Regions from separate parts of the Sus scrofa genome. Here region 2 is linked to region 1. A link is a contact called in public HiChIP or PLAC-seq data. All regions are on one chromosome and are shown on one strand. Each heading gives the region's core, a stretch centred on a gene start, on an enhancer-like site or on the middle of the called end of the contact. The rest is flanking DNA. Distances are from core to core; before and after follow the strand shown. Region 1 holds the start of MBNL3 (muscleblind like splicing regulator 3). Region 2 has its middle 75 kb from the start of MBNL3.

Region 1 (2,750 bases), core at 87-2,586:
AGAGGACCCCACAGAGCTGAGTAAAGGCACCTGCAGTGGATTCATATTTAATTAGCACCTGGGCCTGCCCAAGGGGAGCACCAGGGTCACCTTAGAATAAACTGCCTTCCTTGACAGGTGGGCTCCATCCCCACCCTGCATTTCTCTAACCAGCTGCAAGTCAAACTCCCTGAAGCCACTTAGACAAAGGAGGAATACAAGGCTTTAGGTCAATCACTAGAGCGGGGCCTTCTTGGGCATCTCTACTGCGTATCCAGACTTCTTACGAGAAAAATGTCCCCCCACCGTGCTTTAAGACCCCTGTTCAGCTGAATTCACACCAAACATTTATTTTCAAATAATCCCAAACTTGAAGTTTTTCTCTGAATTTTCTCGAAGAGCAAACAGCACTAAAAGTCAGAGTTGCTGTTCAGAGTGAAACCAAGCCTGCCTTCCCAGTAACTCAGATCTGCTTCCTGCCTCCCCCTCAATTTTTCCTCACCGGTCTAATCGAATACCTTCAATTGCTTTAGAAAAAAATATTAACTATCTCTTCAATAATCTGCTCTTCAGGAACACATCCTCTCTGTCTATAAGACAGCCAACCAGAAGGAAATTAGAACCCCCAAGAAAAGTGAAGCCCACTGAGTTTACCAAGAGTCAGAAGGCGTTTCCGATGCTAAGTATTCATGGAAGCTGTCTTTAAAGTAGTTGATGGCTGCCAATGTAAAATGTCATTAAAATATAGGGAAAAAAAAAAGGAAAAGAGAAAAGAATGACAATTTGTTACTCCAAGAAACACACATAAAATCATGCAACTTCATGAAGCTACTTACTACATAGGCTTTGTTACGAAGCAACATAAAGTAGAGAGAGGGTCCCCCTCGGGCCTTTGTCAAATCTTAGGGTCCTCGGGCTCCTTTTGCTGGACACCCCATCTAGTCACTAACCACAGCGATTTAGAACCAGGACAAAAAGGGACACCAGCTGCTTGTACCTTTTCTTCCCGGCTAGGGCTTCTGCCTGGAATCCTATCTAGGGTTGCCAGCTTTATCAAATGAAAATTCAGGATGCCCAATCAAATTTGAATTTCAGATAAACGAGGGCGGATTTTTTAGTGTAAGTATGCCCCATGCAATCTATTATCTAGCCACCCTCTCCCTACCTATTCTTCCATCTTGGTGGGTTCAGCTAAAATAAAGGTAAATCCTCGAAACCCCACTTTACTTACTCTCTTTACCTTAAGGTCCTAAGCAGCCCCCTCCATAGAATCAGCCCCGGCTCTACTAGGCCTTCGGTTGCCCGGGGCAAAGCAGGAGGCACCCTCAGGCCCAGCTTACCTGACCAGCTGCAAGGAATTTAAGGAAGTTGACGGCTGGAGAAAGCAATTTTTTATTCCATGGCTCCTCCCACCAAAAGCTTCACACGGCTCCCTACCCGGTCAGCCACTCCACTTTCCCAACCACAGTGGCGCAACTGTATATTCAAAGACACTGATGCCTGTGGGAGCTCCTCCCACCAACTTGAATCCGGGGGAGGGGGCAGACTGTGTGACCACCAGGCCTAACTCCTGGCTCAAAATGTATACAACTTTTTTTGAACCTACACGTGATTAAAGCAAGATGAGGCTTTTATGTTTTTAAGGGTTTTCTTAGTGTGTCTGTGCACTGGGGGGGGAAGGGGAAGGCAGGTTAACTTTAATTTCTTTAGTCTTGAAGTCATCCACTACAGGCCAGGAAAACGTGTGCTTAAGCATCCTGTTTCTACATGCACACGTAAGATCCAGGCAGATACATATTCGAAACAGGCAAAAAATGGCATGGTAACACTCAAAAAGAAAAAAAAAAATGGCACGGATAGCCATTATTTGCCTAAATGTCTTTCTCAGCCAATGCCTGAGAAGTGGAGGGCAGGGCCAACTCTAAGAAACGAAACAATATCTTTAGGAAAAATGGCAATCTGTTATAGCCCCACCTTATAGACTATGTATATCACAAAAGTGGCACCTGTAAACATTCAGGAGTTAGTCACACGGTCCTGAATTTACATTTTACCCATTAGGACCGTAGCCTCCTTTGTTGGAATGATCAGAGTCAGAATTAGTTAAGGTCAGAAAGAATGACACTACTTCACTGGGGAAGCTTCTATGTTTAGAGACAATATGTCATAGAAACATCCAACAGTAAAGCTGGAAAGGCTCTCGGAGATCATTCAGTCCAGCGTGTGCCAGAGTGTGCACCGCACACCACTATTCCCAGGGCAGGAGCCTCAGGAACGGAGTTTTCCCGGAGAAATACTTGGAAGGAACAGCACCCTCTAGTCCTCTCCTGTAGATGACTTGTCCACAGGAGCATAAGAAAGGTTCTCTTGTCACTTGTTCTACAGCAAAGAAACCTGCTGACTTTGAGTTCAGAAACATAATTCAATCACAGAACCATCCCTCTTTCCGCCTCCCCCAAAACACCTCTCGACACATCTCACTGCAGAAGCCTTAGGAAAAGAGCGATCTGATTCAGCTCCCTCTGCCTAAAGTTCAAAGCAAGCCCCATGGCATGTAGTAAACTCCAAAGAACCGGATGGGCCGTTGACGTGACATTGACCATTTCTGCCCATACTTGACCTCCCCAGAGCTGAGAGATTTTTCCTACGATTGCTACAAAGAAAGATCCGACAGTCATCGTCCCAGCGCCCCTTGCCATGGCTGTAAGTTTCCCTTAAATACTTCAGCCAGACAAGCTCTGAAAAAACAACTTCAAACTTTCTCTAACTGG
Region 2 (2,750 bases), core at 103-2,602, 75 kb after region 1:
GTATTTTAGAGGTCCGGTACACCCCTGCCATCCCCCACCACATTTGGAAGATATGAACGAAATTAAAATTTCAAGGTAAAGGACCAAGCCAAGTTCTGAAGTGGGGGTGTCACACAACCGCCCTTATGTGGAGGCATCCATTAAAGAACGTAGAACAGATGTTTACCCTTCATAAAGATTTAACATTCTGGCAAATTGAAGCCTTAAGAAGCTGAGAGAGTGAAGGACAGGCCAGGAAGTCAGGAATTCCTGGATGTGAACCTAATCTCGGTCCGATTCTGTTTTTGCTCTAAATCAATGCCAAATTCTCCTTCACACCTCAGCTGCTTTATAGCAGGCAAGAATTATACTGGGGACAGAACTGTTTCCTGGGAATGTCTTAGGTTAAATGGTTAACATTACAGCCCTCAAAGGTACTTCCACAAGAGGCCAAGCATTCTTCGCCTGTATTATTTACCTTCTTTATATTGGGGGAGCGAAACCGAATTTTGGTGTCTTGCTAAACTGACCTTGAAAAGAAGGGATCATCCTTTCCGTCCCTAAATTCTTGCCCACTTTAGCCATGATCGGTTATTCAACAAATTAGGAAGTTAAATCATGGGGTCTTCCAGGTTTTTAAGGGAGCTGTCACACCTGTGGGTTGACCATTTTCAGGCTGCTAACACTTGGCAAGTTCAGGGCTCTCATCTTTATTTGTCCCCTCCACGGGGTCGTCAGCCTCAAAGAAATAAAATGCCCTCCTCACTCACATCTTGATTTGGTACCCTGTGGGAAAGTCAGTCGGTCCCTGTCATGAAAAGAATCTCCGTTTTCCATTCCACAAGGCACCCCATCCATATCTGGCTGTGCCCGCGCGGCTTTGGGCTCTTCAAAAGGCGGCCTGTGTTTTCACTTTCTCCTCGCCACTTCATGATAAAAGCGCCCTGGTCCCTCCGTGGCATTTAATGAATGGTTCCTCTCCCCCTGGATTTGGACTGCTGGCCTTTCCGACCAGTCATTAACTGGCAGGAAATGCCCTTCTCGGCAATCACTACTGTGTAAACAGAGCTATAAACTTCCGAGGGCCGTGCAATCCCAGACCCTAAAGCTGCACGTGTAGGGGGGGATCTTGATTGTAAAACACTGCCTTCCAAATTAAACTCAAACCACATGATACAGTCCATAAAATATACAAAACATGCAGGCCAGTGACAGATTTATTGTGGCCCTACAGAATAAAGCAAAAAAAAAAAAAAAAAAAAAAACACACACACCAAAAAAAAAAAACCTCTCTATATGGAAAACACTGCTACTTTTGACCCAAAGAGCCCCCAAACAGGAAGTTAAAAGCAAATCAGCCAGCTGTGGCCTGAGTTATGAAGGAGACCAGTGCAAACGGCATTTCCTGTCATTGCTTGTCGCCATTTCGGAACGCCTCCATCTGAACTGTTTTCTTAGATGGCTAAAAACATGATGGAAATTTCTTTGGGGATAGATGGAGAGGCCATGAGGAGGGCTATTATTACATGATCTGGGCTTGAAAGTGAAAAATGTAACTTTTACCCGAAAAATCTCCTTAGCACAGGTCACACAACCAGTCGCTTGAATGTCTGCATTTTTAACGAATACAGGATTAACAGACCACATTAGGAAAAGTAAAAGTGTTCAGAATCAGACATTAGACAGCCTAGATGGTGCCTGTTAATTTTGGCGCAATTTTCAGAACAGGGACTTGCATGCACCTGATTAGTAAGAGACAGAACTGCAGACTCCAACACCCCAGAGAAGAGGAACTAGCTTCTTCAAGTTGGTTTCTCTCTCCCTCTGTCTCTCACCAGCCCACAGCATGACTTGTGCAACTTCAAAGCACGTGCACGGCCGCGAGCTCTCTGAGGGAATCGCATTTTAGATCCTTTATTAGTATCGCCACTCTTCAGAACATATGGAGGTATTCTTGTCTTTGTGCAGCACTGTGAAATGCCAAGCCCTGTGCCACATCTCTCCAGCCTGTCACCCTCTCAATCACAAGACAGCCGGGGGGGGGGGGGGGGAAGGCAGGGAGTTTCATCTGAAAGCACAAGCGTTTTGCCTTCACACTATTGCTCCACTGAACTCTCAGTGTGTCCATTCTGTATGGGGCGGGGGCTATCTGCCCAGCAAAAGCAGGTTTCTCTTGCTCTGGGAAAGAGGATTCATAAATGCTAGCCAGGGGAGCTAGTTGGCCAAAGTTCCGCCAACCCCCCCGCCAAAATGCCTTTCTCAAAAAAGGCCTTCCCTTGGGGGGCCTGTCGATCTGATTCCAGCCCAGACCCTGGCTTCAGAAAGCGGGCAGAGCGCTTACTGACACGTCTGCCGAGGGCAGGGCTGCTACAGGCATTCGTGAAACAGATCGGACTGCCTGGCACCCCCAAGACCAACCTCCACTTCCGGGTTTCTGCAGTTGGAAGCCCTTAGATATAAAACGTGACCCTCTAATGTGTGCTCTTTCTCACTTCATACTTTGGGGTGAGCTGATAAGGTTTTCCTTCATGCTACCCCACTACGTAGAAAATACGCTGCCCTCAATCACTTGGGGCTTTAAACTTTTCTCGGTCTCCCTTGGGAAAAGAATACACTCTTCTTTGGGATCCTCATGGATCACAGCCTGCAAGAATTTGGGGAAACATCCATGAGCTTTTTTCAACAAAACAGCACCCACAACCGGGCCACTTACTGAATGGCTGCTTTTCAGAGGACAAACGCACAGTCCAGTTGGGTGCTGAAGTGAAATG

The links. HiChIP or PLAC-seq counts read pairs in DNA pulled down with a chosen protein or histone mark.
Region 2: a contact with region 1 is called in an H3K27ac HiChIP or PLAC-seq map of alveolar macrophages. The contact joins the enhancer-like site here to the promoter of MBNL3 in region 1. A contact is called at or near these places in 2 of 5 promoter capture datasets (fetal liver and liver), 7 of 47 Hi-C or Micro-C datasets (embryonic fibroblasts, fetal liver, heart right ventricle and 2 more) and 1 of 2 datasets of contacts at active chromatin or transcription factors (alveolar macrophages).

Annotation. Positions count from the first base shown.
Region 1 is chrX:108,528,097-108,530,846 of Sscrofa11.1, forward strand. MBNL3 (muscleblind like splicing regulator 3) reads right to left here and starts at 1,337. Exons shown (of 9, transcript NM_001243933.1): 1 at 1,320-1,337; 2 at 634-697.
Region 2 is chrX:108,603,234-108,605,983 of Sscrofa11.1, forward strand. It overlaps a transcript of MBNL3 not described here. Among named protein-coding and RNA genes, the nearest start is that of MBNL3, 75 kb to the left of the region's middle. Within about 2 kb of position 1,353, at least 25 of the 83 cell types and tissues checked have an H3K27ac peak or open chromatin away from gene starts, as enhancers often do. A contact at or near this core is called in alveolar macrophages, fetal liver and liver, where this site is marked.